Regions from separate parts of the Mus musculus genome. Here all the other regions are linked to region 1. The links are chromatin contacts, called in public HiChIP or PLAC-seq and promoter capture Hi-C maps. All regions are on one chromosome and are shown on one strand. The core of a region is the stretch at or near the end of the contact, and the rest is flanking DNA. Distances in the headings are between cores, read along the strand shown.

Region 1 (3,460 bases), core at 810-3,309:
GAAGCCAATGTTGGATGTTTCCTTCAACTGTTTTTTTTTTTTTTTTTTAATCTTACCAAGACAAGGTCATTCACTGAGCCTGGAGCTCTCCAATTATGCTAAATTGGCCAGTAAACTCAGCTATCCTCCTGCTTCTACCCACAGAGTACTAGAATTACTGATGAATACCACCAAACCTGATTTTTACATAGGTGCCAAGGAGGGAACTCAGATCCTGGTCTTCATACAGCAGGCATGTGGTTGATGGGAAACATATCTTTAGCCCCACCAGCAAATGGCTTTTAATTTCTTTGCCTAGATGATGAGCAGAAAAATTACTGTCTAATAGTTTTTCTTCTTGTCCTCTGTGTAAGCCCTGGTTGTCCTGGAGCTTTCTCAGTAGGCAGGCTGTTCTTGAACTCACAGAGACCCACTGCCTCTTGCCTCCTGAGTGCCAGACAAGATATTACATTATCTCAATAGAGCCTGAAGAAAAATAGGCTTGACATAGTCCAAGGACATAGCATGCTATGGTTTGTTTTGTTTTGAGCCAGGGTCTGACGATGTAAAGTGGCTGGTCTGGAATTCAGAGACATTCACCTGCCTCTGCCATCCTGGGTTTAAAGGCCTGTGCCACTGCACCCAGCTGTATTCGTGTTCTGTCAAAAAGTTCATCTAAGCAGATGTTGAAAAAGAATAGAACAGGGGCTGGCTCAGCGGTTAAGAGCACTTGCTGTTCTTACAGAGGACTTGGGTTTGGTTTCTAACACTCACATAGTGGTTCACAACTGTAATTCAGTTGCAGGGCATCCAACATCCTCATCTGACTTCCCTGATCACTGTACACATGTGGTGCACAGATACACATGCAGGCAAAACCAGATACAAAGAATTTTAAAGTATTATTATTATTATAAGAATAGGAGTTGTCTGGGTCTTCGCTAAGGAAGAAGTAACATCTTGAGCTCTAAAATTTCAATTATTATTATTATTTTATTATTTTTTAAGACAGGGTTTCTCTGTATAGCCCTGGCTGTCCTGGAGCTCACTTTGTAGACCAGGCTGGCCTCGAACTCAGAAATCCGCCTACCTCTGCCTCCCAAGTGCTGGGACTAAAGGTGTGTGCCACCACGCCCGACCTCAAATATTATTTTGAAGTGAGAGAAAGAAATGTAGGAAAACCAACTAATTAAAGCCTTAATCCAGCAAGGCTGAAGAAATTTATACCATCTTTTGCCACTTGTTTTTCTGCCCCGACGTCAGTTTGAAGGGATCATGTGAATTCTTTGAAAGGGTTAGTTAGTACTTGGGTAAATTTGAACATTACATCAATTGGACGCAGTTGTGGTGGAACACATCTTTAATCTCAAGCACTCGGAAGGCAGAGAGGCAGGCATGATTTCTCTGAGTTCCAAGCCAGCCTGGTGTAAACTGGGAGTTCTCTGGCCAGCACAGCCAGGAAAAAATCTTGTCTAAAAAGAAAACCGCACACACACACATACGAACCGAACGACAAAGAATTGGAATTGGACAGCCTTTGGTTCTTCAGCCGTTCTCAGTACATCTTCTAAATGGCTCGCCCTAGATCGTGCTGCCCCTCTTCCTTGAGGAGATCCGAGGTTCTCCTGGTGATGAGATCTAGAACATTCGGAGAATGGGTTAAGCCCGAGAGAGGCCCTGCTCCGCAGGTTAGAATAAAAGCTTCAAACCAACAGTGTTTCCTACTTCACCACAGCTCTTTTTCTGCCTCGGGCCGAGGGAAGCTATCCACCCAAAATAGGAAGCCAATTCAGCCTGAGCGGCTTTCTCTCCGACAGACCGGGCGTCACGTCGCGTCACGCCCCGCCCCGCCCCTCTTCGCCCCGCCCCGTTTCCCTCCGCCCCTCCCCTCTCCCCTTCGCTCGCAAGACTGCGCCCGAAACCCCGCCCCTTCTTCACCATTTCATTGGCTTTGGTGATCGGGCCCCCCGAAGACCCGCTTCGGATTGGTGGGCTCCGCCCGCCGCTCGGCGTCTTCCCGGGGCGTGAGCCGAGCGTGGCCATGCCCCCTTACGTAGGGACGCTCAGTGGGTCTCGGGAGGCGCCGCATTCGCCGCCTTAGAAGGAAGGAAGATCCGTTGTGTGAGGAGGCTGCTATGGTGCTGAGTTCCCCGGTAGAGCCGACCGAGCCGAGGCGGTCGCGGCCATGAAGGTGAGGGGCTGGTGGAGCCGGGAGGCTCTCCTTGCCTCTCCCGTACGCCCAGAGCGCTTCCTGTTTTCCGTCTCAGCGGTTACCCAGAGGGGCTTCGTGAGAGACCACCACGTAGCGGGGCGCCCGGCCCGAAGTGTGTGTGGGGCCCCGACCGGTTCCAGCCGGAGAGGCCAGGCAGCAGACCCTCCCGAGCTCCCACAGCGCCCTCCGGCGTCCTGGCCGAGGAGGCGGCTAGTGGCCCTGCGGTCTCAGCCCGCTGGGCCCTGTTCCCAGGGCCCTGTGCTCTTCTCGGGGTCCCGAGCTTTTTTTTAAGCCGCAAGAGCCTCGGTGTCTCTGGCCATGGCTGTGCCCTCTGCCTCCCCCGAGTCCTTGAGCTAACCCAGACTTCGGGGGGTGCATCACGAGACAGAAGGCATAGAGAGCGCTGCGTGGTATGATGAGGCTAGGACCTGAGTGGCCCATGGGGGGTTGGGGGTGTCCTCCTTCAAGGAGTCCTTCCCGTGGGTTTAAATGTTGTGGCCGTGACCTAGAGCGCTAGACGTGTCTACATCGCCACTAGGTACGCAGCAAGTAATTTGGCAGCCTTGCTCCCAGGTGGGAGTGAGAGCGTGGGAGAATCACTGATAGAAGTTTCAGAAAAGGGCAGGTTTTGTGTGTGTGTATGTGGTGTGTGTGTGTGTGTGTGTGTGATTTTGGCCTACTTAGGGGAGATGAATTTTCTCAACCCCATCGCAGAGAGTTCTAAAGAGGCTGTGTACAGCAGTCAATTCAGGCATTGATTCATTTGCCCAAAATCAAGTCAAATGGCGTGAGTCAGAAGGTGGTGATGTCTTCCCTCACGGTGTTGTATCCATCTCGTGGAAGAAGTAAGTGTGTTGGCTTTGGGCTGCTAGATTGACGACCTTGCACAGAGTGTCAAAGATTTACTGTGGACGATTGAAGAGAGGGTCAAGTGGATAGAGAAATTCAGCAAGTGTTTTGCCCAGCACCTTCACTGCCTTAGTCAAGATGGGGTAGAGGTAATTCAAAATATAATCACCCTGTTTAAGAAAGAGTTTGCCAGTTAAAAGAAAAGAGCCCCTTAAGCATGGTGGCACAAGCCCGTGATCAGCGTTTAGGAGGTAGAGGTGGAGGATTGCTGCATGTTTGAGGCCAAGCAAGTGTTTTCGTGGAAAACCAACCAACAACAATCCCCTGAGAGATAGATCTCAAGTAGCCACATTACAAACTGCAATAATGTAAGGTGTGTGTGTGTGTGTGTAAAAAACTCTCAAGCAAGAAAAATAACCA
Region 2 (3,817 bases), core at 1,107-3,606, 1.5 Mb before region 1:
CAGTTATGAGCTGTTTGCTCTGCCATAGGACCAGAGTTTGGTCCCCAGTGCTCACGCTGTGGTTTGAAATGTGCTGTGACTCAAGTCCAGGGATCTGACACACTCTTGTAGCCTCTGATAGCTGCAGGCACATATGTGGTGCACAGGCGTCCATGTAAGGGAGTGCCTGTACACATAAAAAGAATAGGGCAGGAGCGGGCTCCAGGGGTGTGAGCTTTGGATAAGCAAGCATGATGTCTTGGCTTCTGATCCTGAGCACACATGGGAAAGGCTGGGCTTGCCTTACTGTAGCTTCAAATGGAGGACGGCAGAAACTTGCTGGCTGCCAGCTCAGCTGAAAAAATAGCCAGCTCCACGTTCAGTTGAGAGACCCTCTCTCAGGTGAATGGGATGAGGACTGACAGAGAAGGACAAACAGCCACCTTCTCTCGCCTCTTCAGGTACTCATTACCCCCACACATGTATGCATACATACAAAAATACTGAAAACATTCTGTGTACTGCCTGGGTCTATGTAGTTAAAAATTCTGAGCCTAGGCAAGTCCTCTGGGTGTGTGCTGATTCAGGCGTGTGTATGTGTGTATGTGTGTCATTTTGAATGTAAACTTTAATTTAAAACATGTGTATAAGCATTTTGTCTGCATGTACAACTAACTGTGCAGCACCTGTATCCAGTGCCCAGAGGCCAGAAGAGGGCCTCAGATTCCCTGCAACTAAAGTTACCGACAGTTGTGGTGCTGGGAACTGAACCTTGGTTTGTTTTCCTTCCATTTTTCCTTCCTTCCTCTTCCTCCTCTTTTTCAAGACAGGGTTTCTCTGTGTAGCCCTGGCTGTCCTGGAACTCACTCTGTAGACCAGGCTGGCCTCAAACTCAGAAATCCACCTGCCTCTGCCTCCCAAGTGCTTGGACTAAAGGCGTGCGCCACCATGCCCTGGCAGCTTTCACATTTTTACAGTGGATTACAACCTTTCTGAAGCTGCAACCTTTTAACACAGGGCCTCATGTTGTGGTGACCCCTACCCCCAACCATGAAATTATTTCATTGCTACTTCATAACTGTAACTTTGCTCATGTTACCAATTGTAAACATCTGAAATAGAATGAATGAGGGTCACGAACCACAGGTTGAGAACCACTGTGGTAGACAGAGAGACCCTCCACACTTTGGGTATTGGAGTGCCCACACACATATATACAGAAACACACATGAAATAACCAATGGTAAGCTTTTAAAACTTGTAAGGGACACATTCAAACAGTTATACATCTGTACAGGGTACTATGTATTGCCCCATACTTGTATACATTGTGTAATGTTTAAATCCCTAAGCTAAATCAGCTCAAACATGTACCATTTCTTCTCCCTCTCTTTTGAGACAGGGTCTTCCTATGTAGCTAGCCCAGTCTGGCCCTTACTAGCCTCTTGTCTTAGCCCCTTCAGTGCGGTAGTTACGGATATACACCTTACATACCGCTAAAGCTACAAGATTCACTGGTCTGTGAAAGTGTTACAAACGCCAAATCCAGTTACATGCAGCTGGAGAAGAGGAGCCATGAACTGAGGGAAAAATTGTTGGGGCAAGGAGGAATGCCAGCCAAATAGGGCAAGCAACCACTTGGTGGGAGAACCTTTTTATTTTTATTTCTATCCATTTCTTTATAGGGACAGGGTCTCTACATAGCCTTGGCTGTCCTGGAACTCATTATGTAGACCAGGCTAACCTCGAACTCAAGGAGATCCGCCTGCCTCTGCCTCCCGAGTGCTGGGGATACCTTTAGCTCCTTGTCATTATCGCCGCCCAAATAGCACTCATAACTCTGGGCCGTGCGAATTGTAAATCTGTACAAAGAAAGCTCATTATACCGTCTAGTGCCGTGGGAATGTTAAAAGCAACCTACTTAAAGAGCTTGCACTAGTGTCTAGCCACGCACAGCACTGAGTTCAGGGAACGGGTGGAGGAGGGCTCGCAGGCTTTTTCTACAGTTTCACTGTTGGGCAAGCACGCTCCCAGGGCTCCCACTCAACAAGTTCCAGGTTGCTTCACCATCAAGGGCCAAAACCAACTGGTTCTTCTAGCTGTTACAGTCAGTGAGATTAAACCGCACTCTCTCTCCACGCCTTCAACCACAACAACCGCCCCTGGGGTCCCGATGACTCCGCAGGCAAAAAAAAAAAAAAAAAAAAAAAAAATCAAACCACAGCGCCAATTAAAGGAGAGGCGAGCCACCCTTTCTACGCAGGCGCACTCCGCCGTACCTCCCCTCCACTATCGCGATAGGTCGGCGAGCTCGACGCTGGCCCTTTAACGGCCCCTTCCCGGGGGCCTGCTCAGCGCTTGCGCACTGAGGTTCTGCGCTTGTCATCATGGCGACGCGGGGCCATGTGCAGGACCCTAACGACCGGCGCCTCCGGCCCATTTACGGTGAGTACCCCGGAGTCGGTCTGTTAGCCACCGCGGCGAGACAAAGCGTGCCCCGGTTCGGGCGAAGGCCAGGGAGGGTCGCTGGGGTCGCGCGCGGGGTGGGGCGGCGAGGGGGCGGACCGCGCGGGGCGCTAGGCCGCAGCCTCGCCCTCGCTTAGGCGCGGACCCCGGCGTCGCTGGACCCGGAGGCGACAAGACAACGGTGGGTGCGCGCCGCTGTCAACTCTGTGCGGATCGCGCCGCCGCTTGGAGACCAGCGCTCCCGGCAGGTTGTTTTATTCCAGCCGCTCCCGAGGAACCCCCGCGCGGTCTTTTCTTGCAGGTGACAAGCGGCTCAGGCGCGACGGTGGGAGCGCTCGCCTCCGGAAGGGAGATACCCCAGTGATGATTGCTCTGGGTACCAGGATGAGGATCCGGGGAGGGCTGTCTTACAGAATGTAGTCTAAGTGCACGTGGGGAAACTGAGACCCGGAGAAGGGAAGGGGCTGATGCAAGGTCACTGAGACCCGAGTCCCATCCTGATGCAGGAACAGCTGTTCTGGGCACACGTGGGAGGCGGGGGGGAGGGGGTCGCGGGCCCCGAATAGCGGGCAAGAGATGGCAGGAGCTGGTGTTGCCGGAGCGGCCGGCCAGGCTGCTGGAATGGAAGGTTTTTTGTTTTTTTTAACCTTTCAGCACCGTGTCTGAGGTTTATTCTCTGCCTCTTGACTTCCTCGTGCTTTTGCTTGCGTTGAACCCTCCTCACGGCGCGCATCCCAAACCCCGCAGGCTTTCAAGATGTGTCTTTATCGTCATCTTCCCACCGTAATAGAATAAAAAGAATCACCAAACTGAGTCAGAGAGAAAACACTTTGCAGTGACTGAGATGTTCTGTTATTGGAAGCGGTGCCTTATTTATTTATTTATTTATTTTATTTAATTTTGCCATGTCTCGCTCGCCTCGTTGATGGTTGTATGGTCTTGTCTCAGGTAATGATGAGGAAGGAAGCTTTATCAAGGTCAGTGCTTTTTTTTTTTTTTTTTTTTTGGCTACAGCAGACCTCACGTTTTCAGTGTGGCTATGGGTTTTGGGCTCTTTCGTTTTTAGGGGTTTTCCTCTCCCCTTGGCAGAATGGGTGCTTGTGTCTCTAGCAAATTGGTACATATGTGGGTTCTTGCTTGCCAGTTTGATGTCTGTGCACCACGTGCATTCCTGGTGCTTGAAGAGGGGCATCAGGATGTCCTGGATCTGTAGTTACAGACTGTTGTAAGCCAGGGTGTAGGTGCTGGGTCTGGAACAAGACCTCTCTATGTAGCCCTCGACTGCGTGGAACTCATAGAAATCACCAGCTTTCTGCCTTCCGAGTGCTGGGATTAAAGGTGCCACCAAACCCAGCTGCTCATTCCTTCCTTT
Region 3 (3,593 bases), core at 129-2,628, 1.1 Mb after region 1:
TCCAGTATCATTACAAGTGTGCTTGTCTGGAAACCTGGCCGATCTGAGACCATATCCTGAAGGCATCATTTTGCAACAGTGTGAACCTAGGCTCGAAGCCCTTCCCCTTTTTTTTTCTTGGTCTGCAAAAATACCACCAAAACTTTAAGATTGAATGGGGTCCTGCTGACTGGATGCCTGAACACCACGCCCAGCGCAGTAATAGCCTCTATTGACGAAAAAGAATGGGAACTTTTGATAATGACAGGCCACTGTAGTAGATGTTCTATACCCAGTGGGGGCTGGTCTTTTGTATGGAAATCACAGGATAACTGGTTTTTGTCCCGTGTGAGAAAAAGAGTCCGAGAAACAGCTGGCACAGAACAAATCGGCTCATCTGTTGTGTTGTGTGTTTTTTTTTTTTTTTTTGACCATGGCTATTTAGTGACTTGCTGAGGATTAGGGACAAGATAATAGGTATAAGGGGTTTAGCCCCATACCTGGCAAATAGGTTTTAAGTATCGGCTGTTGTTGTTACTCCTCATATTTTGGCAAAGGAGCTTTTCATTGATTGGTATTAGATAAAGCACGGCTAATCTCTTAGTGGCAAAGACAGCCTTGTCCAACTCTGAAATGTTGAGTGGATGTCAACACAGTAAGGAATGAGCAATGGGAAAGAAAGGGTCCGTCTGGGTCCTCAGAGAGCGTCACCTGACCTAGGAGACAGACGGTCAGGTGTCTAACTCATGACAGCATTTCCTATCTCAGGGAGTTGATACTTCATCTCAAAAAGCAAAGACTTGAAGAGATGGCTGGGCTCCCAACAAAAAAACCAAAGAAACCTGCAGCGTGGCTACTGACCAGACTCAAGGAGACAAGACTCTTATTTGTTCCAGTTTTCCCCCTACAGGTGTAGAGAAAGACCCAACGTGATTTTTCCTTTCTTTGGGGAGATGGTAAGAAGGTATGTAGCCAAGCTAAGTGGGTATTTGTCCTTGCATCTGATCTGTCAGAATTAGGGAACTGGTGTGTTGGGGAATCCTGGAGAGCTAGAATTGTGCAAGGAGACAAGGACAGGTGTGCAAGGGACACTCCCAGGAAGTCCCGCGGGAACGAAGCGGATGCAGAGTCTTGGGGTTCAAGGAGTCCCGGGGGACCAGAAGGGGTGCCGGATGGGGCGTCCCCGGGGACTGGAAGGGTGCAGGGCAGGGCGTACTGGGTGACAGAGGGTTGCATGGCAGGGTGTCCTGGGAGTCCTAAGGGACCACAGTGGTGGCTACTAGGCATCCTAGGGTTGATCAAGGGATGCAGTGGGCGGGGCACGCCAGGAGTCCCGGGGACCCGGCGGGGGCGGGGGGCGGAGCGTTCGGAGCCGGGGAGGGCGGGGCGTCGGTTGGACAACCGGAGTGACTGGCGGGAGGGGCTGCGGCTCCTCCCCGTGCGGCGCGGCGCGCGGCCTCCGTGTGCCTAGGCTTGAGGCGGGCGGTGACGCCTCATTCGCGCGGAGCCGGGCCGGGACACGGTCGGCGGCAGCATGAACAGCATCAAGAATGTGCCGGCGCGGGTGCTGAGCCGCAGGCCGGGCCACAGCCTAGAGGCCGAGCGCGAGCAGTTCGACAAGACGCAGGCGAGCGCGGGCACGGGCTGGGCGGGCGGTGGCGGCGGCGGCCCTCGGTGCGCTCGGCCCTGCGCGGACGGTTGCGGGCTCCGCGGCCCCGGGCGGCGCAGGTGACCGGAAGCCGCGCGACAGCGGGGCTGGGCTCCGGGATGCGGACGCGGCCCAGGTGCGCACGGCCGCGCGGGGCCCGGAGCGCCCTCTGCTCGCCGCCGCCTTTCCAGGGAAGCTCCCGGCTTCCCTCGCTGCCGAGCTGTTCGCACGGCCGCACAGTATCTTATTATCTGCTCGGGTGAAAAGTTTCACGTAGGTCGCCAGACTTGTTTGCCCGCGCGGGGGCCCACTTATAAATAGGCTGCCACCCCCTCGTTAAACACCGGCGCCTGACAGACGGAAACTTCCCAGGCTCCTTTCCTGCGCTCCCACGCGCCGCTCTCCCAGGAGAGGGCCCGACCCGAGAAGGTGGCGTGGAAAATTGAATAATGGCCCTGATGCGCATTCATTCATGCATGGCTTCTGGGGACCCACTGTGCAGGTGTTGCTTTGGTTTTGGGTTTTTTTTTTTTTTTTTTTTTTTAAGACAGGGTCTCATGTAGCCCACGCTAGCCTTAAAAATCCTCATCCTCCTGCTTCCAGACGACCACCACCAACACGTCTGCTTCCCTCCTTTTTGTTTTACAAACTCTGCCCTGTTCTTAATTAAGTCTTGGGTGGACTCATGGAGGTTGGCGGGGGGGGGGGGGTGCGGGGCGCGGAGGGGTGTCACTACTTATTTGACTACGAAGTCAGCCCAGACCGAAATGGCTGCTTTTTTTTTTTTTTAAGCTTTAGCAATAAAGGAAGCCAAAGACTCCTCCCACCTGTATCTGAAGCAGGTTGGTGACATTTGCATTTGTGGGTGCCCCACTGGCGAGTTCCTTCCCCCTTGGTCAGAGCAGAGAGCAAGGACTCTCTGTGGTTGCTTTCAAAACAAGTTAGCACAAGCAGTCTCCACTAGCTTTCAGTTTTGAAATAACAAAACGGGAGGCCTCTCACCTTTGTGCTTATGATGGACAGGGATAAGGATAAAACCTCAGGACGGGAGGGCTCCGAGCGAGCATGCCAAGTTGCCAGTACCAACCTGGCTTCGAATGATTAATTTATCCGTGTGATCTCCATCTGGTCCAGCCTGGATTCCCCACCATAAAAAACAAACATGGCGTTTGATGTGAAGTCATTAATACATAATTAATTGTGCTAGTAAACTCGCAGAGCCTAGAGAGAAATACTGTTGGCACGGAGGATCTGTTGTCAAGAGCTTGATTTATTCAGTGAGTTTTAGAATTTTTTTTTCTCTCCTGCTTTTAAGCAGGTGCAGAGAATGCTGATTGCTGCAGGAAGAGATGGGAGAGGAGATGGGCTTTTAAAGGTCAAGTTCATTGATCTTCTTAAATGACTATGTCAAGGGTAACCTTCCTGAATGTCAGAGGGACAATCTCTGATACGGGACCACATGAGGTTGGTGGCTGGTTTGTAATTAAGGGAGTTCTCTTGACCTGCTTTGCCCACTTTTAAAACTCTTACTGTGTTTATTTATTTATTTATTGTGTGTATGTGTGGACGTCAGAGGACAACTTCTCTCCTCTCCCCGTATTGGTTTTAGGAATCAAACCCAAGTTGTCAAGGCAGTAAGCGCCTTTGCCTGCTGAGCCATCTTGCCTGCCCTCCCTGTGTCTTTGAGTGATGAAGAGGGTTATTCATGAAGTATAACTTTGTACTGAGGAGTCTCACAGGACTCACCCACTCGAGAGCAACTTTTTCCCAGGAGAGTTTGAGGCCAGCATCTGGGTATGCCTGTCTTCACGGTGACTTAGTGAGGGCTGTAAGAACATAGTTTTGCAAGTGGTTAATATTTAATTAGCTCATTCCCAGAAATATCTAGCAAGCTGCCAGGCAGGCTCCTTGCAAGAAAGACCTAGAGAGCCCTGGTTTACTGCTTCCGTGTGTCCTTTGGGACAGA
Region 4 (3,759 bases), core at 139-2,638, 1.0 Mb before region 1:
TAGTAAATTAATTAGTTTATCTAATAAATTAATGATTTATTTAATACTTATTAATTATAAGTAATAAATATTTTATTATATTGAGGCACAATCTTGCTATATAGCTATATATGTATATAATATATAATATAAAATATTGCGTGTATATGTATATATGTGTATATATATATATATATATATATATATATAGCTTTCCAGATGTCCTCTTACCACTCCCTACCAAGGCCTGAAATTACACGTGCTCCCAAGCACACCTGAAAACAAAGATTTCCCAAAGTTCACAGGGTCCTATGCAATAAGGCTTCCTAAAAGCCTTCCAACACGTAACTTCTTCCTCCACTTGCTCTCTGCGCTTCTCTGTGCCTTTGGACTTGCGGTTTCCTCCATCCGGGACACCCTTCCTGCAGGTCTCCAGTGGGCTAGGTCGCTGCCCCTCAGTGGCCATTCCTGAGCGTTGGTTTGTCTCAGCCCCGCACTCCCGGCGGCTGTCGCCTATTCTCTGCCTCTCACCAAGCCCTGTTAGAACTGTTTTTTGATTGACTCCGAGCTGTTTCTCTCTGGATCAGTCTGCACCACTGTAGGCGCTAGTGAGACTCGGTGGAATGAAGCCTGGGATCCTGGTCTGTCCTGTTTCGCTCTTGTCCTCCGGCTAGGAGGACCCCGGACAGGAAAGTAGAAGGAAGTGAGGAGGAGGCAGGAAGAAAAGGAAGTGAAGGATTCTGGGAGGTGGGTCTGTGTGATTTTTGGGGAGAGGGGAAACCCCGGCCATTCCTACTTACTGGGAGCGCCTGTAGTTGAGCCACACCCTGTAAACACCACGCTTGTCTTTATATTTTGCATAGAATCCCAGCGACTCCTGGGAGGTCACGCAGGGGTGCAGTGGGTCGGTGGGCCTCTACCTCTGCTCACTTCTAGAACTCTCTCTTAATTTAGGCAAGTGTTTGGATGGCTCGGTATCCTCTGCGTTTTAAAACAGACTTGTGTTGATTTTCTCTGGAAACGCTGTGGGTTGAACGTTTTCTTTTTTCTTTTCTTTCTTTCTTTCTTTCTTTCTTTATTTATTTATTTATTTTTTGTTTTCGAGGCCAGGATGGTCTCGGACTCACTAGATATCCTGTGTGTACCTTGAGCAACTGGTGGGAGGCGGTTCCCTGGCATCTTTCACGTTATATTTCCCCAGGCTTGGCGACAAGCGCCGTTGAGCCGTCTCGCCAGGTTGCTCCGGGACCGAATTCTGGGAACTCCCGACCCTGGCACGGTCCCTTTAAGAGGGATTTTTCAGGCGCGCGTGTGGGGGCGTGGTAAATTCGGGGGCGGGACCTTGCAGGGCTGACCAATGGGCAGGCGCGTGTGGCTCGGAGGCGTTCCCCCTCCTGGGCGGGCCGCTCAGGGTTAAAGGGGCGCCCGCGGGTCGCCGCCACTCGGCCTCCGGGAGACAAAGGGCCCTGTCGTCGCCGGCCCCCGAGCTGTTCCGGGCCATGGGCAGGACAGACCGTCGCGCCGGTCCCAGAGCCAGGTAAAGCCGGGCGGGACGGGACCGCGACGGGGTCGGCAGCCGCGCGGCTGTCGCCCGGGACCCGCCCGCGGCCTCCATCGCGGCCCGGCCGGCGCACCACGGGGGCTTGAGGTTCCGCGGTGGTGATGCCCTGCCTCCGTTTCCCTCGAGTCCTAGCCGCGGGGCCAGCTGTGACCCCACGAATGGAGGACTCATCACTTGTCTTAATTTTTTATGTATTTACTTTTGTTTACGTGTGCGTGTGTGGAGGTCAGAAGACAACTTGGGGGGAGTCCGGGCTTTCCTTCTTCTACTTGGTTTCTGGGGATCAAACTCGGGTCAGAAAGCTTGACAGCCAGCGTCTTTATCCGCTAAACTGTTTTATTTTGTTTTGTTTTTGGTGGGGTTTGTTGTTGTTTTTTTGTTTTTTGTTTTGGTTTTTCGACACAGGGTTTCTCTGTGTAGCCCTGACTCACTTTGTAGACCAGGCTGGCCTCGGACTCAGAAATCCGCCTGCCTCTGCCTCCCCAGTGCTGGGATTAAAGGCGTGCGCCACCGCGCCCGGCCGGTTTTGTTGTTAAATGAGACAGAAGCTTAATGTGTACCCTTGGCTGGCCTGGAACTCAATAATGCAGAACAGGCTAGCCTCACAGATAGATCCACCTATCTTTGCATCGCGAGGGCTGGGATCAAAGGTGTGCACCACTATACCTGGCATGTGTGGCGTTTTTTGTCTGCCTTCCAAGTGCTGGAATGACAGGTGTGAGCGCCACATTGGGTGCCTTCGCCTGCTTTAGAATACTTTCCCCCTATAGTTTGTCACAGGCTGTCCTTAGTTTAGCTCATCGGTGCCTCCATGAAGCCCATTGAGGCAAACTGAGGTCTGGGAAGTGTTGGTAACTGGGCTTCCGGCCTGGGCCAGCCCAGACAAGAATTTGGTCCCTAAAGCATCGTGCTTAGACCCTGTTGCTTGTAGCTCGGAGCCCTCAGCAGACTTTGAACCTGAACAGAGCAGAGACGGTTGAATAGCAGGGAGCACTCCCTCCCTCCAAGGGGAAGCTAGAGCCTGCTTGTTTGCCGAGCCAGAGCAGGCAAGGGCTAGGGACCTGGCTGGGCCTTCTGTCTGCTGGTGACCTTGGCCAGGGTGCCCCCATCTGGGCAGTTGGGGGAGGATGGCTGATGGGCACCAGGTAATATTGTCAGTCTTGGTGGGGAAGAAGGACCCCAAGGTTTCTGCCCCATGGGGCTGTTTGTGTGGAGCTCTGTTCTTTGGCCAGGTCATTTTTTCCCACATCTATAAGTGTGCGATTAGGCATGACCCCTTGTCACAGTCCTCACGTTGACAAAGGTTTGCTTTGCCGTGTAGGCTCCCCAGCACAGGCTACACACTGGACACTCAAAGCCAGACAGAAGCCCCCACACCCCCTCTCTGGACTGACGCAGGTAATCCCCAGCTGGTGGTCTGTTTCGGTCAGAGGATGCTTCCTCCTAGGCAACGGCAAAGCCCGCCTTGTGGTAGGGAAAGGCACCTCAGGGAAGAAAATGTTTGTTGCCTTTGAGCAAGGTAGCCAGGTGGCTGAGGCCCGCTGACAAAGGCTGACAAAGGCTGACAAAGGCGGGCAGAGGTTGGGGAAGGAGCTGAGATTGGGGGTTTGGGCTGGGCTAAGCATCAGGTACAAGTCACAGGAGGGAAGAGTCCCGCTGTGGTCCCAGGGGAGGGCCCTAGGGAGGTGATCTTACCTTGAGGCGGCCAGATAGGAAGGGGCAAAGGTGGAGGCAGCTGGGGAGGGTGCCTGCGGTGCCTCCAGCAAACTTAGGTGGGGATCTTGAAATGGGAGCTAAACAAGCTATGTGTTAGAAGACAGCCAGGGGTGGGAGGATCACCTGGCCTCAGTGATTAGATGTGGGGGTGAGAGAGACAGCAGGGGCCACTTGCTGAAGCAGGATGGACTAGAAGGAAGCCGAGTACACCGTCACCTGCTGCCATGGCCAGAGGCCCTGGTTCCCTGTGTTCTGTCTCATTGTCATAACCTTGACGTGGATAATTTTGCTCTTACATTATAGATGAAGAGCTAGAGGTCCAGAGAGACTGACTGTGTGCCCCTGAAGTGACCCAGCCTGGAGACTGTGAGCTGACCTTCAAAGTGATTGAGCAGAACTGGGTGGGCAGCCTGTGGTAGGTTCTGGGAGAAGTAGGCCTGTCAGTCTCGTGCAATTGATTTGGGAGGGGTGTGTGAGTCCCTTGTGCAGAGAAAAACAGAGGC
Region 5 (3,803 bases), core at 217-2,716, 1.6 Mb before region 1:
GTAAGTTGTCCTCAGACCTCCACCCACACAGCACACACACCCACACACACACACACACATATAGAAAGTCAAGAGAGGGTGGGTGGCTATGGGGGACTTTTGGTATAGCATTGCAAATGTAAATGAGCGAAATACCTAATAAAAAATGGAAAAAAAAAAAAAAGAAAAAAAAAAAGAAGATAAAAAAAAAAAAAAGAAAGTCAAGAGAAAAGCTCCTACCACTAGCAACAGGCAACAGACAAGTAGAAGACAATAGAAATCATGTGTATACGTCGTTCTAAGCACTATGAGGTAGAGGATAATTGTTATATGCGGGGCCTGTGATGACCTAAGTCCTCTTAAGATGACTGATCTCTAGGCCTCATGTGGTAGAGAGAGCCGGCGTCCCCAAGTTGTCCACTGACTTCCATCTGTATGCTGGGGCATGCATCCACTCCCCACTCCCACATGCTCACATAAGCATACACATAAAATAAAATGTAATAAAAAGTAAGGCACTGTCAGGTATACAGTGTCATTTTTCAAAGGATAGTAGCTTATTTAAAAATGTAATGAACAAAAAAGTTTTATTTTAAATCTTATTTATTTTTTCCTATTTAATTTGTTTATTTTGTTTTGGGGGCAGGGTTTGCTTGCATAGCCTTGGCTCTCCTAGAACTAGCTTTGTAGTTCAGGCTGGCCTCAAACTCACAGAGATCTACCAGCCTCTGCCTTCCTAGTGCTGGGATTGAAGGGGTGTGCCACCACTGTCAGACTTTTTTTTTTTAAAGATTTATTTATTTATTTATTATTTATGTATTTGGTTTTCAAAACAGGGTTTCTCTGCATAGCCCTGGCAAGATTTATTTATCTTATGTATATGAGTACACTACACTGTAGCTGTCTTCAGACACACCAGAAGAGGGTATGGGATCCCATTACAGATGGTTATGAGCCATCATGTGGTTGCTGGAAATTGAACTCAAAAAACTCTGGAAGAGCAGCCAGTTCTCTTAACCACTGGGCCATCACTCCAACCCTAACCTTTAGTTTTTAGAAGATAACTCTGGCCAGGCGTGGTGCAACACGCCTTTAATCCCAACACTTGGGCGGCAAAGGCAGGTGGATTTCTGAGTTCGAGGCCAGCCTGGTCTACAGCATGAGTTCCAGGACAGGCAGGGCTACACAGAGAAACCCTGTCTCGAAAAACCAAAAAAAAAAAAAAAAGAAGAAGAAGGAGGAGGAGGAGAAGAAGAAAACTCTGTAAAGTCCTTTCTTCCACCACATGAGTCGCAAGGCTCAAAGTCTGTTCATCATTTTAGGAGAAAGCGCTTTTACTTGCTCAGCCATCTCAGCTGCCCTTACCTATTAGGGTGGGGGTGGGGCCTGGGGGGACGTTCCCTAGGTGCATTGCCACGGAGTAAAGAAAAACTACATTTCCCATGATGCCCCATACAGGAAGGAAGTGATCTTGGTCACCTCCCGTCATTGCTTATAGACCGGAAGCCGCTGCCTTAGTTCTCTTTCCCGTCTTGCAAGGTAGGAATGGCGGGCGTCTGTGTGGCAGCGGCTTTCGGGACCCCAATCCTCGTCCATCCGAAATTGGGGGACATCCGGGGATCACTACCCAGGGCCGCCTATGGTCGGGATCATTCGCCAGATCTCTCGGGAGCTTCATTTCTGTCAGCGTGGGTTGGCGGGGGGCTAAGAACGAGCGTAGCGCCCGAGATGGTCGCTGGGCCCTGCCGGCTGCCGTAACCTGGGGAGGGTTGGAGGGCCTGTGTTGCGACTTGCGACCCTGCAGTGGGGGTTCCAGAACCTTCTGTTGAGCCTGTCTTGGCCACGTTGGGCTTCGCGACTGAAGGTGGGGAACCGCGTCCCCGGAAGACGACCGGAGAGCACCGCTGTCGGCTACTTTGCGGAGCTGGGGCCATCGTGGTGGCTTCGGGACCTAGGGCGACACCAGAGGGGGAGGTCTCGGGTGTTCCGTGCTGGTGCATGGGTTTGGATTTATGGCAGGCCCGTTCCCCTGGGTCTGTCATAGTGTCCCGTGCTAGAGCAACCCGTGGCCCCGAACCATTGCCTGGCCTCTGCCTGTAGGCTGCTGGCACTGAAGTGGGTCGCACAGAAGAGCCTCGAGATTCTGGGCTTCCTTGCCTGTGTAGACACTAGCAAAGATTGTCTTTGGTTTTCTGATTCACAAAAATGGAAGAATAAGATAAGGAACCACAAAAAAGTTTTTTAGCAAAAAAAAAAAAACAAAAAAACTAATAGTGCTAGATACTTAACCCTGTGTTTGGAAGGAAGAGGCATTGCAAGCATCAGAGGATGGTTTTCATACTAGCTTGTTGACAAATGGTTGATGAAATGCCTTTATTGTTTATATCCCTAGATGGCGGGTGAAAAAGCGCCTGATACAAAGGAGAAGAAACCTGCGGCCAAGAAGGCTGGCAGTGATGCTGCTGCCTCCCGGCCCCGGGCCGCCAAAGTAGCCAAAAAGGTTCACCCTAAGGGTAAAAAGCCCAAGAAGGCGAAGCCCCATTGCAGCCGAAACCCTGTCCTGGTGAGAGGAATTGGCAGGTACTCCCGATCTGCTATGTACTCCAGGAAGGCCTTGTACAAAAGGAAATACTCGGCTGCCAAGACCAAGGTAGGAGAGGGAACGGATGGCCCACTATGATGCCTTATTCCTGCGTTTGAGGTCTGGCAGGATCCTGGATTGATGGGTTTGTCTTTGTAGGTTGAGAAGAAGAAGAAAAAAGAGAAGGTCCTTGCTACTGTCACCAAAACAGTTGGTGGGGACAAGAACGGTGGCACCCGGGTGGTGAAGCTTCGAAAAATGGTGAGATCTAGTTTGGGTTGCTTTCCTTGGGGTTAGGGTTGAGGCTTGTCTGAAAGAGGCTATGTCAGTCAAGTCTAGTTGGGATAAGCTCTCAGGCTGGGGGTGTAGCTCATAGTGGGACCAGCACACTGGGGTTCTGGCTACTCCATTGCTGGCAAGTGGAAGGTGGGTATTTATCAAACTTGTGGTATTGATGTCTAGTTTTCCCTCTTGAAGAAAGTGGGTGTGTGCCTTCTGCCAAGGTAGAAGAGGTATGATGCGCTTTGTACCTTTGCCTCGGGTAGCCTGGTCTGATCTGAAACTCCCTTCTGAGCCACCTTCCCCATATTTGGCTGTGACCTTAACTCCTAAGAAGTGTGTTAGAGTTCCAAGCCCCAAGGAAAGCTTGGGAATGAGTGGAGAGATGCCTCGGGGTAAGGGGACAGTGCTGTTCCCAGCCTCTGCTACAGGCTCTTCCCAGCCACCTGGAACTCCCACTCCCAAGGATAACTCAGTGGCACATGTACTCATGGGCATACCCAGGGACACATGCAAACCGCATTCCTTTAATCCCAGCCCTCGAGGGGCAAAGGCAGGCTGATCTCAATGTTCTAAGCCACCCAGGGCTACAGAGAAACCCTGTCTCAGAAAAGCAAAACAAGCCAAACACTTTTTAAAAAGGTTAGAGTGTCTGTCTCCAGTGTGCCAGAGGTTCCTTTCTGTGTTGTCAGTGGGGCTTGACTCTTGGGGTTTTCAAGGCTGTGTCTCTGAATGCAGCTCTGGTGGGCTGAGCAGATTGCTCAATGGTGTGTGGTGCCGGTGCTCTCTCCAGCCTAGGTATTATCCCACCGAAGATGTTCCTCGGAAGCTGCTGAGCCACGGCAAGAAGCCCTTCAGCCAGCACGTGAGAAGGCTACGCTCCAGCATCACTCCCGGAACTGTCCTGATCATCCTCACTGGGCGCCACAGGGGCAAGGTGAGGAGTGTCCCCAGGGCCTGGCAT
Region 6 (3,896 bases), core at 1,170-3,669, 1.1 Mb after region 1:
TTAACAAGTGCGGGGCAGTGGTGGCGCACGCCTTTAATCCCAGCACTTGGGAGGCAGAGGCAGGTGGATTTCTGAGTTCGAGGCCAGCCTGGTCTACAAAGTGAGTTCCAGGACAGCCAGGGCTATACATAGAAACCCTGTCTTGAAACAAACAAACAAACAAACAAACAAAAAATGTTAACAAGTAAACTGACTGATGTTAACAATTCATTGCTATGCACTTTGATGTTTTATTTTAATGAGTAGATGTATATTCATATGTGTGTGTATATGTAGTGTGGTGTGTGGATGTGTGTGTGTGTTGTATGTGGTGTGTGTGGATGCGTGTATGTGTTTGTGTGTGGATGCGTGTGTGTGTGTGTGTGTGTATGTGGTGTGTGTGCCTGTGCATACATGTGTGTGCACAGGCAGGGGGCCGCATTGAATGTCACGCCTTTGACACACACAAGATCTATTTATTAGCCTGGATCTCGACAGTTAGCATAGGCCAGCTGTTCAGTGAACCCCGCGGATCTCCAGTTCCGCAGCAGCACAGGGATTGTAAACACGCACACCACATCTGGCTCCGAATATTTGTTTGTTTGTCTTGTTTATTGTATTTTTATATGGTTGGGAGGGCCATGGCAGACATGTGGAGGTCAGAGGACAACTCTGTGGAGTTGTCTCTCCTCCTACCTTCATCTGCGTTCTGAGAGCCGAACTCTCAGGCTGCTAGGTCGTGGGGCTGGTCCTCTGCTCACTAAGCCATCTCAATGGTCTCCATGCCTGGCTTTGGACATAGATCCTAGCAATCTAATTCAGGTCTTCGTGCTTACCAACTGGGCCATGCTCCAAGCTCTGTATCATGGTGTGCTTTTTCTTTTTCTTTCTGGTTTTTTGTTTGTTTTTTAAACATAAGTCTTACTGTGTAGCCTTGGGTGACCTTAAACTCAGCAATCCTTCTGTTTCAGCTGTCTAAGTGCTGAAACTACAGGCATATAATGCACACACACACACACACACACACACCACACACATACACACCCACACCCACACACACACCCACACACACCACATACACACACACACCACATACACACACACACACACACACCACACCCACACACACATACACACACACACACACCACACACACACACACACACACACACACACGAACACTCATCCACACACCCACACACATATATACAGGGTTTCAGGGTTTCTCTGTGTAGCTCTGGCTATCCTGGAACTTGCTCTGTAGATCAGGCTGGCCTCAAACTTAGAAATCCACCTGCCTCTGCCTCCTGAGTGTTGGGATTAAAGGTGCATATCACCCACCATGCTTAGCGAAATGTACATCTTTGCTGTGTGGGGTTTTTTTTTCCAGTCTGTAGATTAAACCCAGAGCCTTGTACGTTCAACACAAATGCCCTACGCTTACAGGCCAACAGCTTTGAACTTTGTAGACTAGGTTGGCCTAAAACTCAGACATTGGCCTGCCTCTGTCTCCCAAGTGTTGGGATTAGGGCTGGGCCTGTAACTCAAGGCAGAGCTCTTCTGTAGCATTCACAAAACCCTGGGTTCAATTCCCGGCACCAAAGGAAAGTTCCGGGAGGGGGGCCATATTTGGGTAGCTTAGTTCATGAAGGTGATGTTAAAAGCAAAAACGCAATGGTCTTTCTACCAGGCCCTTTCTGAGCTCCGAAAGTGTCCCAGTGCTATTCCTGTTTCACAAGTGGGACTTGGGCTGAGTATGCAGATGAAGGGATTTCCCCAAACTAAAAACAAGGAAGCAAAATTTAGACAAGGACCCGTGTGGTTAAAACCAGAAATCCTGAGACCGGATGGGAAAATCCCCGTTATAGAACACGTAGAAGGTGAAATATGCAAAAAGGAGCATATGGGAACAGTCGTCAGCCTGATGAAATAAATTCAAACAGTAATTAATATGACCTTTGCACGAGTAATTCCTATTTAGGGAATCGGAATGAAATAAAACCCTATGTCTCATTCAGCCACCATCTCTACGCCGTGGGGTGACTTATGCATCAGGCTAGTTAGTGGTTAGTCGGGACACTAGGATGTAGCCCAGACACTGGGGCAAGGCTGCCCACATCATTAATAGAGAGTCACCTGTGACTCAAGAACCTCTGCGCCAGTCCAGTCCACGCCCCACTGCGCAGGGACAGCCTGAGCCGCTGGCTCCCCCTTTGCCAATGGATAGCCAGCGCCCCCTACCGTCCGGCCGCCTCTACGCAACTCGGTCCCGTTTCCCCACCCCACACCCCTTCCCCCGGGCTCCACGCATGGGCGCATGCTCCTCCCTTTTTGGGCCCCGCCCACCCCGGCACGGTGGCGTCTCGCGACATCCTCCTAGCGGCTGGCCGGGGATATCGCGATAAAGGCTCATTGTCTCGCGCGAGCGCGCCCCAGCAGCGAATTTCGGGGCAGCCGTGGCCGGGAAGAGGAGTTGCATGTGTCGCTTCAGCTGGCGGGAGCGGAGGCGGCGGGGGCCGTGCGACCGGCTGGGTAATGAGCGCTCTCATTCGCGCTGCTGCGGCGGCCTCCCCGGGAGCTGGCGGCGCTGCCGAGGCGGCCCAGGCGCTGCCTAAAGCAGGAAGGGGGCCGGGCCGGGCGTCTCCACGCCCGCCCACATGGGGGCCTCCTGTGGAGTCCCCGGGATGTCCCCCTTAGCCCAGCCTTCCAGCGGGCTACCTGTCCTTTTCCCCAGGCCTGGCCCGATTTCCCCTCCCCAGGCTGTGGCATTGCCGTCCTTGTCCCTGGCTTGGTCTCTTTTCGGGATTTTGCTGTCGCCGCACCTTGCATTCTGGGCACCTCGAGTGACTTCGTCCCTGTCGTGCCAAGGTGTCCATAGCCTTTTAACTGCAGGCTGCATCCCTCCCATAGCAACCTCAGACCTGCCCCGTCTCTGTTGAAGCCACCAGCCCAACTCTGTCCCCCTTACTGCTTCCTCTTTTCCTCTGGTGTCCCTTTTTGCCCCTGCCCCAACACAGCCTTCATGGCCCCATTTAATTCTCGCTTCCCTGTAAACCCGTGGATGCAGGTAGATGAGGCTCCAGTTGATCATCAGTGACTCTAATGAGACTTCGTGTCCTTCTTTTAATAGACTCAAAACAGCTTTGGTGTTTGGGGGATACACAGTGGAAGCTAAGACTGCACCCCACCCCCAAGGCTGCTTATTTGGGGGGCGGGGGTCGAGCTTCTCAGATAGTGAAGTCGTGTGTGTCATTCTTGTTTCCAGGTTTGTGAGATGGCTACTGACATTTCTGAATCCAGCGGGGCGGATTGCAAAGGCGATACGAAGAACAGTGCCAAGTTAGATGCGGATTACCCTCTTCGAGTCCTTTATTGTGGAGGTAAGTGTTGGAACGACTGGCTCGCTGGTTTTTATACCTGATATTGATAGTTTCACATTTGGTCGTGTTCGCTCCCCCAACTGTCTTGGTTGTTGGGTGGATTCTTAGTTGAAGAGGGGGGGAGCCTAGTGAGGACCCATGGGTTGGTAGATGACTCCTTCTTTTCCAGGGTCACTTGGGTCTTGCGTCCTGGCCTGGAGGAGTTTCCTGGCCAATTGAAGTAGAGAGATACCAGGAGCCTGATCCCAGCCTGACTGGTGTTCCTTTGTAAGGAAAGCTTGTTGGAAGCTAAGGAGCCTTGGGGATAGTGAAGGATGGAAGAGCTAAGGTACAGAATCCTAAAGGAAATGAAGCAGGGCCTGGAGCTGTTGCTTGGTGGCACAGCACTTGTCCAGACAGTTCAAAGCCTCTACATTCAGTCCCAGTACTGGAGTGAGGAGGGGTCTGGGGGGAGCTTGATGTCTGACTAGAATCTTGAGTGGGTTTATTCTCCCCCACTACATCTTAATTTCATTTGTGCTTGTGTGTACTCATGCC

What was found. Promoter capture Hi-C pulls out the DNA fragments that hold promoters and counts their contacts. HiChIP or PLAC-seq counts read pairs in DNA pulled down with a chosen protein or histone mark.
Region 2: a contact with region 1 is called in a promoter capture Hi-C map of liver, with 4 times the contacts expected there. The contact joins the promoter of Naa25 here to the promoter of Rnf34 in region 1. A contact is called at or near these places in 2 of 39 promoter capture datasets (liver and pre-B cells).
Region 3: a contact with region 1 is called in a promoter capture Hi-C map of liver, with 3 times the contacts expected there. The contact joins the promoter of Hip1r here to the promoter of Rnf34 in region 1. A contact is called at or near these places in 2 of 39 promoter capture datasets (liver and pre-B cells).
Region 4: a promoter capture Hi-C map of liver shows a contact between it and region 1, with 6 times the contacts expected there. The contact joins the promoter of Pheta1 here to the promoter of Rnf34 in region 1. A contact is called at or near these places in 2 of 39 promoter capture datasets (liver and pre-B cells) and 1 of 115 datasets of contacts at active chromatin or transcription factors (bone marrow-derived dendritic cells).
Region 5: an H3K27ac HiChIP or PLAC-seq map of microglia shows a contact between it and region 1, with 7 times the contacts expected there. The contact joins the promoter of Rpl6 here to the promoter of Rnf34 in region 1. A contact is called at or near these places in 1 of 39 promoter capture datasets (pre-B cells) and 1 of 115 datasets of contacts at active chromatin or transcription factors (microglia).
Region 6: a contact with region 1 is called in a promoter capture Hi-C map of liver, with 4 times the contacts expected there. The contact joins the promoter of Denr here to the promoter of Rnf34 in region 1. A contact is called at or near these places in 3 of 39 promoter capture datasets (liver and pre-B cells).

The regions. Positions count from the first base shown.
Region 1 is chr5:122,848,129-122,851,588 of GRCm38.p6, forward strand. It overlaps Rnf34 (ring finger protein 34), which reads left to right and starts at 2,060. Exons shown (of 6, transcript NM_030564.1): 1 at 2,060-2,170. The coding sequence starts at 2,165. Gm33044 (predicted gene, 33044) reads right to left here and starts at 1,808. Exons shown (of 2, transcript NR_169045.1): 1 at 1,705-1,808; 2 at 1,322-1,617.
Region 2 is chr5:121,395,639-121,399,455 of GRCm38.p6, forward strand. Naa25 (N(alpha)-acetyltransferase 25, NatB auxiliary subunit) reads left to right here and starts at 2,357. Exons shown (of 24, transcript NM_172722.4): 1 at 2,357-2,424. The coding sequence starts at 2,367.
Region 3 is chr5:123,972,250-123,975,842 of GRCm38.p6, forward strand. It overlaps Hip1r (huntingtin interacting protein 1 related), which reads left to right and starts at 1,379. Exons shown (of 32, transcript NM_145070.3): 1 at 1,379-1,606. The coding sequence starts at 1,514. Gm46922 (a long non-coding RNA gene) reads left to right here and starts at 1,619. Exons shown (of 3, transcript XR_001784954.1): 1 at 1,619-2,129; 2 at 2,420-2,469; 3 at 2,943-3,229.
Region 4 is chr5:121,847,609-121,851,367 of GRCm38.p6, forward strand. Pheta1 (PH domain containing endocytic trafficking adaptor 1) reads left to right here and starts at 1,389. Exons shown (of 4, transcript NM_175474.4): 1 at 1,389-1,516; 2 at 2,862-2,938; 3 at 3,560-3,671.
Region 5 is chr5:121,203,035-121,206,837 of GRCm38.p6, forward strand. It overlaps Rpl6 (ribosomal protein L6), which reads left to right and starts at 1,467. Exons shown (of 7, transcript NM_011290.5): 1 at 1,467-1,518; 2 at 2,372-2,629; 3 at 2,720-2,821; 4 at 3,633-3,776. The coding sequence starts at 2,372. It overlaps LOC115490270 (a small nucleolar RNA gene), which reads left to right and starts at 1,976; the gene lies at 1,976-2,109.
Region 6 is chr5:123,904,856-123,908,751 of GRCm38.p6, forward strand. Denr (density-regulated protein) reads left to right here and starts at 2,420. Exons shown (of 8, transcript NM_026603.4): 1 at 2,420-2,511; 2 at 3,245-3,359. The coding sequence starts at 3,254.